2 separate regions of the Gossypium hirsutum genome follow, and region 1 is linked to region 2. The links are chromatin contacts, called in public Hi-C maps. All regions are on one chromosome and are shown on one strand. The core of a region is the stretch at or near the end of the contact, and the rest is flanking DNA. Distances in the headings are between cores, read along the strand shown. Region 1 holds the start of LOC107939434 (putative pentatricopeptide repeat-containing protein At5g13230, mitochondrial). Region 2 holds the start of LOC107946184 (fasciclin-like arabinogalactan protein 9).

Region 1 (2,700 bases), core at 97-2,596, 280 kb before region 2:
TAGTGTATATATTATTTTCAATATATATATAAATTTAAGATAAATTACAACATTAACCACTAAATTATGAGTAAATTTTTATTTTGGCCATTTAATTAAAAAAGTTACAAATTGATTTTTGTCGCTATCTATTAAGTGACACCTTTTAATTGATATAATTGTAATTTTAGGCCTCAATTTTTTTATATTTTTTATCAATTTGATCCTAATTATATATAAAATGATAAAATTTGAAATTATTTGTAAAAGAATTTTAAAAATTAAAATGAAAGTAAATAAAAATTTCAAAACTAGATAACGTGAAAAAATGAGGGAAATTGTTCCCTCCAAATTGTAGTGACTAATGATGTTCTTTAGAGTTTTGGGTTAACCTTAGGCTTAGGACTTGCAAGCTTCAGTCATCCTTTTAGGGTTTCCCTCTACCAACAAAACCTTGGGTAATGACATTATAGGAGTTCGCAGAGTCCGTGTTGACCATCCACACAGACCCCTTGCATTCCTAAGGTTTCTTGCCACTTTAAGTCCTTTAAACAATATCCTGAATATTCATGACAACTTCCCTTCAAAGAGTCCAAGGAGCCTGCAAGCCCTACAAAGTTCCTTTGTAGCCCCTTTGACGTGCAGCTTGTTGGCCCTTCAAGTTTTCCTTAGATCCATCTTGAACTAACCCTAGAGTTACATACCTATAGGACCAAAAGGAGTGTAGAAGCCACCATAAAGTCCTCTTAGTGTCCCTTTAGTTCCTCAACTCAGGCTGCACGCGCCAAGGTAATATCATTTCTCTATCTTCATTGGCAATAACATCATTTGTCGCCTCTTTCATCTACGAATTTGGGCATTACTTGCACTTGAGTATGGACACTCTTCCCATTGTTGTTCGAGAACATCTCCATCCGCAACACATGGAATCTCAATGGAGTTTGGGTGTATTCCAATCCATTTCGGCTAATATTTTTAAATTTTTTTAAAATTATTAAAACTTGAATTTAACAATTATTTTCGTTTAAAATTTTTTTATTTTCAAGTTAAAATAAAATCTAAGCAACTGTATGAGTTTTTTTTTTAACCTAAGTTAATTCTTTAACTTTAAATTATATTTATATTGAGACTAAACTCTAGTATTTTCAGAAAAAAGTATTAGGAATTAACTTAAAAAAAATCAAAACTGTAATATAAGAATAATTGCTAATTTTAAATTAAGAAAAAGATTAAACCAATTGTAGAATTCAGATCCAAAAAATATTTAAACCTTAATGTTAATATATTTACTTTTTTATGTGATAATTACGTCCATTGTTTGACATGTCACTAAGCAGTCAGGTTCAACAATCTTCAACTCTAATTTGTAAAGTACCAAAAGAAAAGAATCTACTTTTCATTTTATTTTTTTAATTTTAAAAATTACATTTGTTAAATAAAAATAATTAAAAAAAAAGAATATACAAACAGTTTTGATAGCTATTTTATAATATAAAAATATAAGAAATCAGAAATTTGTATTGATTCTATTAGGGTTTAAAAATATATGAATTTATACCAACAAGCTTTTCTTTTCTTGAACAAACTGGTTGAATTAATAGTGGAAATCCGACTTCAATGGCGTCTGGAGATGCAACAATCCCATTCATGAATTAAATTTAAATTTTTTGAGTACATGAAAAACAAACTCCTTTTCCATTTTATATTCCAAAATCAAAGAAAAAAAACCAAATACTTGGTACCTTACGCATCAAGACTTAAAACAAATCCGAACGATTTCAACAATATTTCTATTTTTACCGAAATTTGAGATCATTTTCAAAGCTAAAAACAGATTAGATTTGTTGAATTGAGATAGGAGAGGCCAAGAGATATCTGAGCATCAGTTTTAAAAAGCTCGATTATGAAGCCTCACAGATGGGTATCAGCACATAATAAACATATTCATCATTTGCTCAGATCTCTAGTTCTCCATCCACCAAGCACAAAGCAAAAAAGAAAGAAAGAGCAACAGTTGAAGTTGAAGAACAGCAGCGCCATTAGCACCGTATATATAGTGCACAATGGGCCTTGGAAACCCTAATTGCCATTTGCCACGGAAAGATTAAAGTGACGTCGTTTTAGCTCGGTGCCGTTTCAACAACATTTATGTTTTGAATTTGAAACGCACCGGTTCACCCACCATGCCTGCAGTATAGTAGTAATAGACTTGTTTTGTTTTTGAGTGCGAGTGTCAGATGCACATATTTGATTCAACAACTCTGTTTCTTTTTCCTTGAAATCTCGTAGGTTTATAAATTATAACATTACATTCGTATATTTGCTTCTTTCTTCTCGTTTCGCTTTCTTCCTCATTGCTTTCAGAGCAGTGGCGCTTGCATGATCAGATTGTTAACCACTAGAGCACCGCGGCCGTCTAATATTTCTGCTGTGCACCAAAAGATTAACTCTTTTGTTTGCTCTTCATTATGTGGATTCTCAGCCCAAGCAGCAAACCAGACCCAGCAAAACCCGAGTTCCATAAACAGACCGTCTTCACATTTCGATTCTCACATGTATGGTGCCTTGCTTCAACGTTGTGTCCAAAACGATGACCCCATTTCAGCTATGGGTCTTCACTGTAAGATCCTAAAAAGGGGTAACTGCTTAGACTTATTTGCTACAAACATTCTCTTGAACGTGTACGTAAAAGCTGAATTATTGTCCGAGGCTGAAACTCTG
Region 2 (2,700 bases), core at 92-2,591:
CAAGTAGATGAAAAATATAATGCAAAATGAGGTGCCAATCACGTTCAGCATCTGTATTTACACTTCATTTCTTTATATATAATTACATCCTTCCCTATATTTTTATAGGATTAATGCTCAATATTAAACTGGGATCTATTTGGTAGGAAAAGAGAGATGGGGAGATTAAAGCATTTTCAGAAACTCACATATATTATTATTAACATCAAGCAGCGCGCAGAAGCAAAATCAACAAAAAAATTCTGGAAATACAAATAATGTGGATAACAAGAATATGTTCAACGACCAATCAGACCCTTATCGATCCATTTGAAAAACGAAAATTTATAGTAAAAAATGCAGACAAACTTCATATATATCCGCTCATGAGAGAAATCCAATGCAAGCCAATGCAAGCCCAACAACGAATCCCAACCCCATATTCCTTCCGGTTGATCCTGAATTATCAGCAGAAGCTGGCTCATCTGCGGTTGCTGATGCTCTTGAGTTCGATTTAGACCCTGTTGATGATTTCTTTGTCGCCGGTGAAGGTGCAGCCGCTGGGGATTTAGCTTCAAAAAACTCCTCAGGCAACAACACCTTGTCCGCTTGATAAATTGCCAGAGGTTTCTTTTGATATAATGCGTTGTTAATCTGAGTCTCGACAACCCCGCTTGAGACGTTAACCTGGTTGTTCAGGCCAGTTACGTTGAGGCCGAAATCCTCACCAGCTTGGGTTCTAACGGGGTTGCTAACAAATTGGAGATCGTTCAAGGAGTAGTATTTGGGAATAACGTGGTATAGAACTAGTTGTACTTTCTGTTGTGGGTCCAGGTTATTGACGGTACCAGGTTTGAGGTTGTTGAAGGCATTATCTGTGGGAGCAAAGACGGTAAAGCCTTCAGTGGTGGTTTTGAGTTGAGTTTGTACTTGGCTCCCAACTTGAGTCTGTGCCAAAAGCTGAAGGAAGTAGGTGTATTGGCCATTTTTGTCAAGGATTCCAGTGAAATTCAAGGGGCCAGAGGGGGCAGGGGCGGGAGCCGTTTGAGCTGACACCCCACAAATGAATACTAGAAACAGAGAGAGGAGAATGGGAGAAAGAGGAGATGATGAAGCCATGTCTTTAGGTTTGTGTTGGAAAGGAATATGTGAAGGAGAGAGCCAGTGGGGGGATTTTAAGGGATAAGATGTAGGGAGTGGGAGTTTGCTGTAATGAGCTGGCTACACTCTAGAGTCTTGAACAAGACAATCCTCTTTGATACAGCAACATAGCAATAATGGGATTATGAAACGAGTTTTAAAGAAAAAAGAATTCCTTAATTTGGGTTTGTTTTTTATTTACTTTGTGAAATTTTGATAGATGAAGCAGGCAGGGTGGTTGCCTATTTTAGGTATTATTTAAAGAGCGGATGGTGGTTAATGGCTATCCTCATCCCTTACTCTTTTAACATTGGCAACAAATATTAAATGGGTAGGAAATCAGAAGTGGACCAATTGACACTTAAGCTAATCAATCCGGTTGGCCACCACTGGAAATGGAAGAATATTGTGTTGGCAGGGCAAATCACATGCTGCATTCGTCCAAAGCAATAATTGGTCATTTAGTAGCGCTAGTATGCGAGCGACAGCGTTTTCATTTCATATGAGTCGAGCACTTATTTTTGCACCTAGATTCTAGGAGTCATTTTGGGATAATTAATTTAAAGCTGAAATGAAAACCTAGACTAGAAATAGACCAAACCAAACCCAGAGAATAGCTAATGTTTAGGAATGAGACGATCAATATGAAATGAGGTTGAATTTCAATACATGTCGGGCTTGCCTGACAGTTTGGTAGTCGATGTTTGATTTGAATGGTTTTTGGAAGAAGCATCTGGCAGCCTGTCTGGGCACCAGAACATGGCTCGTGGGATTAGGATATTCCTTAAATACAGGTACACAATATTCCATGCTCATATGTCCAAAGAAAGGATGTTTATTTACTATCATTGCAGTCTACAATTATCGTGCATTCTATTCACTATATCTTTCATTATATTGTAGTCTTTTTATCCAAAAATGGGTAAATTACTTTGCATGTAAAAGAATAATATTTTGATGTTTTATCCATTAACTTTTACATTTTTATTCATATTGACCCTTCTTCTTTTATTTGAAGTAAATTAATCATCAGTCTTACCTTGTTTACGTAACATTATTTTTTTTATATTTTCCGACATAATTTTTTAAAAAAAATTATAAAAATATGTTCTAAAATAAATAAATAAAACACAGAATTCTAAATTTAAAAAAAATAGAATTTCGAAAAGAAAATATTTTAAAACACATTTTAAAATTTAAAGAAAAATGTTAAATGATAAAAAAAAATTCATCGTCTTAACTACGTACTGATAAGAAAATGAAGGTATGGCCAACATAAAATTTTCTTAACTACTCACAAGAAAATAAAGGAAAACAAAAAGAAAGTTGTATAATTTTAAATGATAAATTATTAATTATATCTAATATTCTTTATACTTTTACCCTCAACCACCAAGCTCCATGCTATAGTATTGATTTATATTTTATTTATATTTAATATATAAAATTAATAGGTAAGAAACTAGCTCTTCTTAAAACTATAATTGATTATACAATTTCAATTAGAAGTCGCAAACAAGTGTTTGTTTGGGACTCTTCTTCCTTCAAACACTTGAATATCACCCCCCAAAAAAAAACACT

The links. A called contact is a pair of places that touch in the nucleus more often than the background predicts.
Region 1: a contact with region 2 is called in a Hi-C map of leaf, with 1.6 times the contacts expected there. The contact joins the promoter of LOC107939434 here to the promoter of LOC107946184 in region 2. A contact is called at or near these places in 2 of 34 Hi-C or Micro-C datasets (callus and leaf).

Annotation. Positions count from the first base shown.
Region 1 is chrA12:88,512,654-88,515,353 of Gossypium_hirsutum_v2.1, reverse strand. It overlaps LOC107939434 (putative pentatricopeptide repeat-containing protein At5g13230, mitochondrial), which reads left to right and starts at 1,346. Exons shown (of 3, transcript XR_005906260.1): 1 at 1,346-2,700. LOC121211626 (small nucleolar RNA SNORD36) reads right to left here and starts at 1,936; the gene lies at 1,856-1,936.
Region 2 is chrA12:88,230,569-88,233,268 of Gossypium_hirsutum_v2.1, reverse strand. LOC107946184 (fasciclin-like arabinogalactan protein 9) reads right to left here and starts at 1,341. Exons shown (of 1, transcript NM_001327504.2): 1 at 163-1,341. The coding sequence starts at 1,098. The coding sequence ends at 364.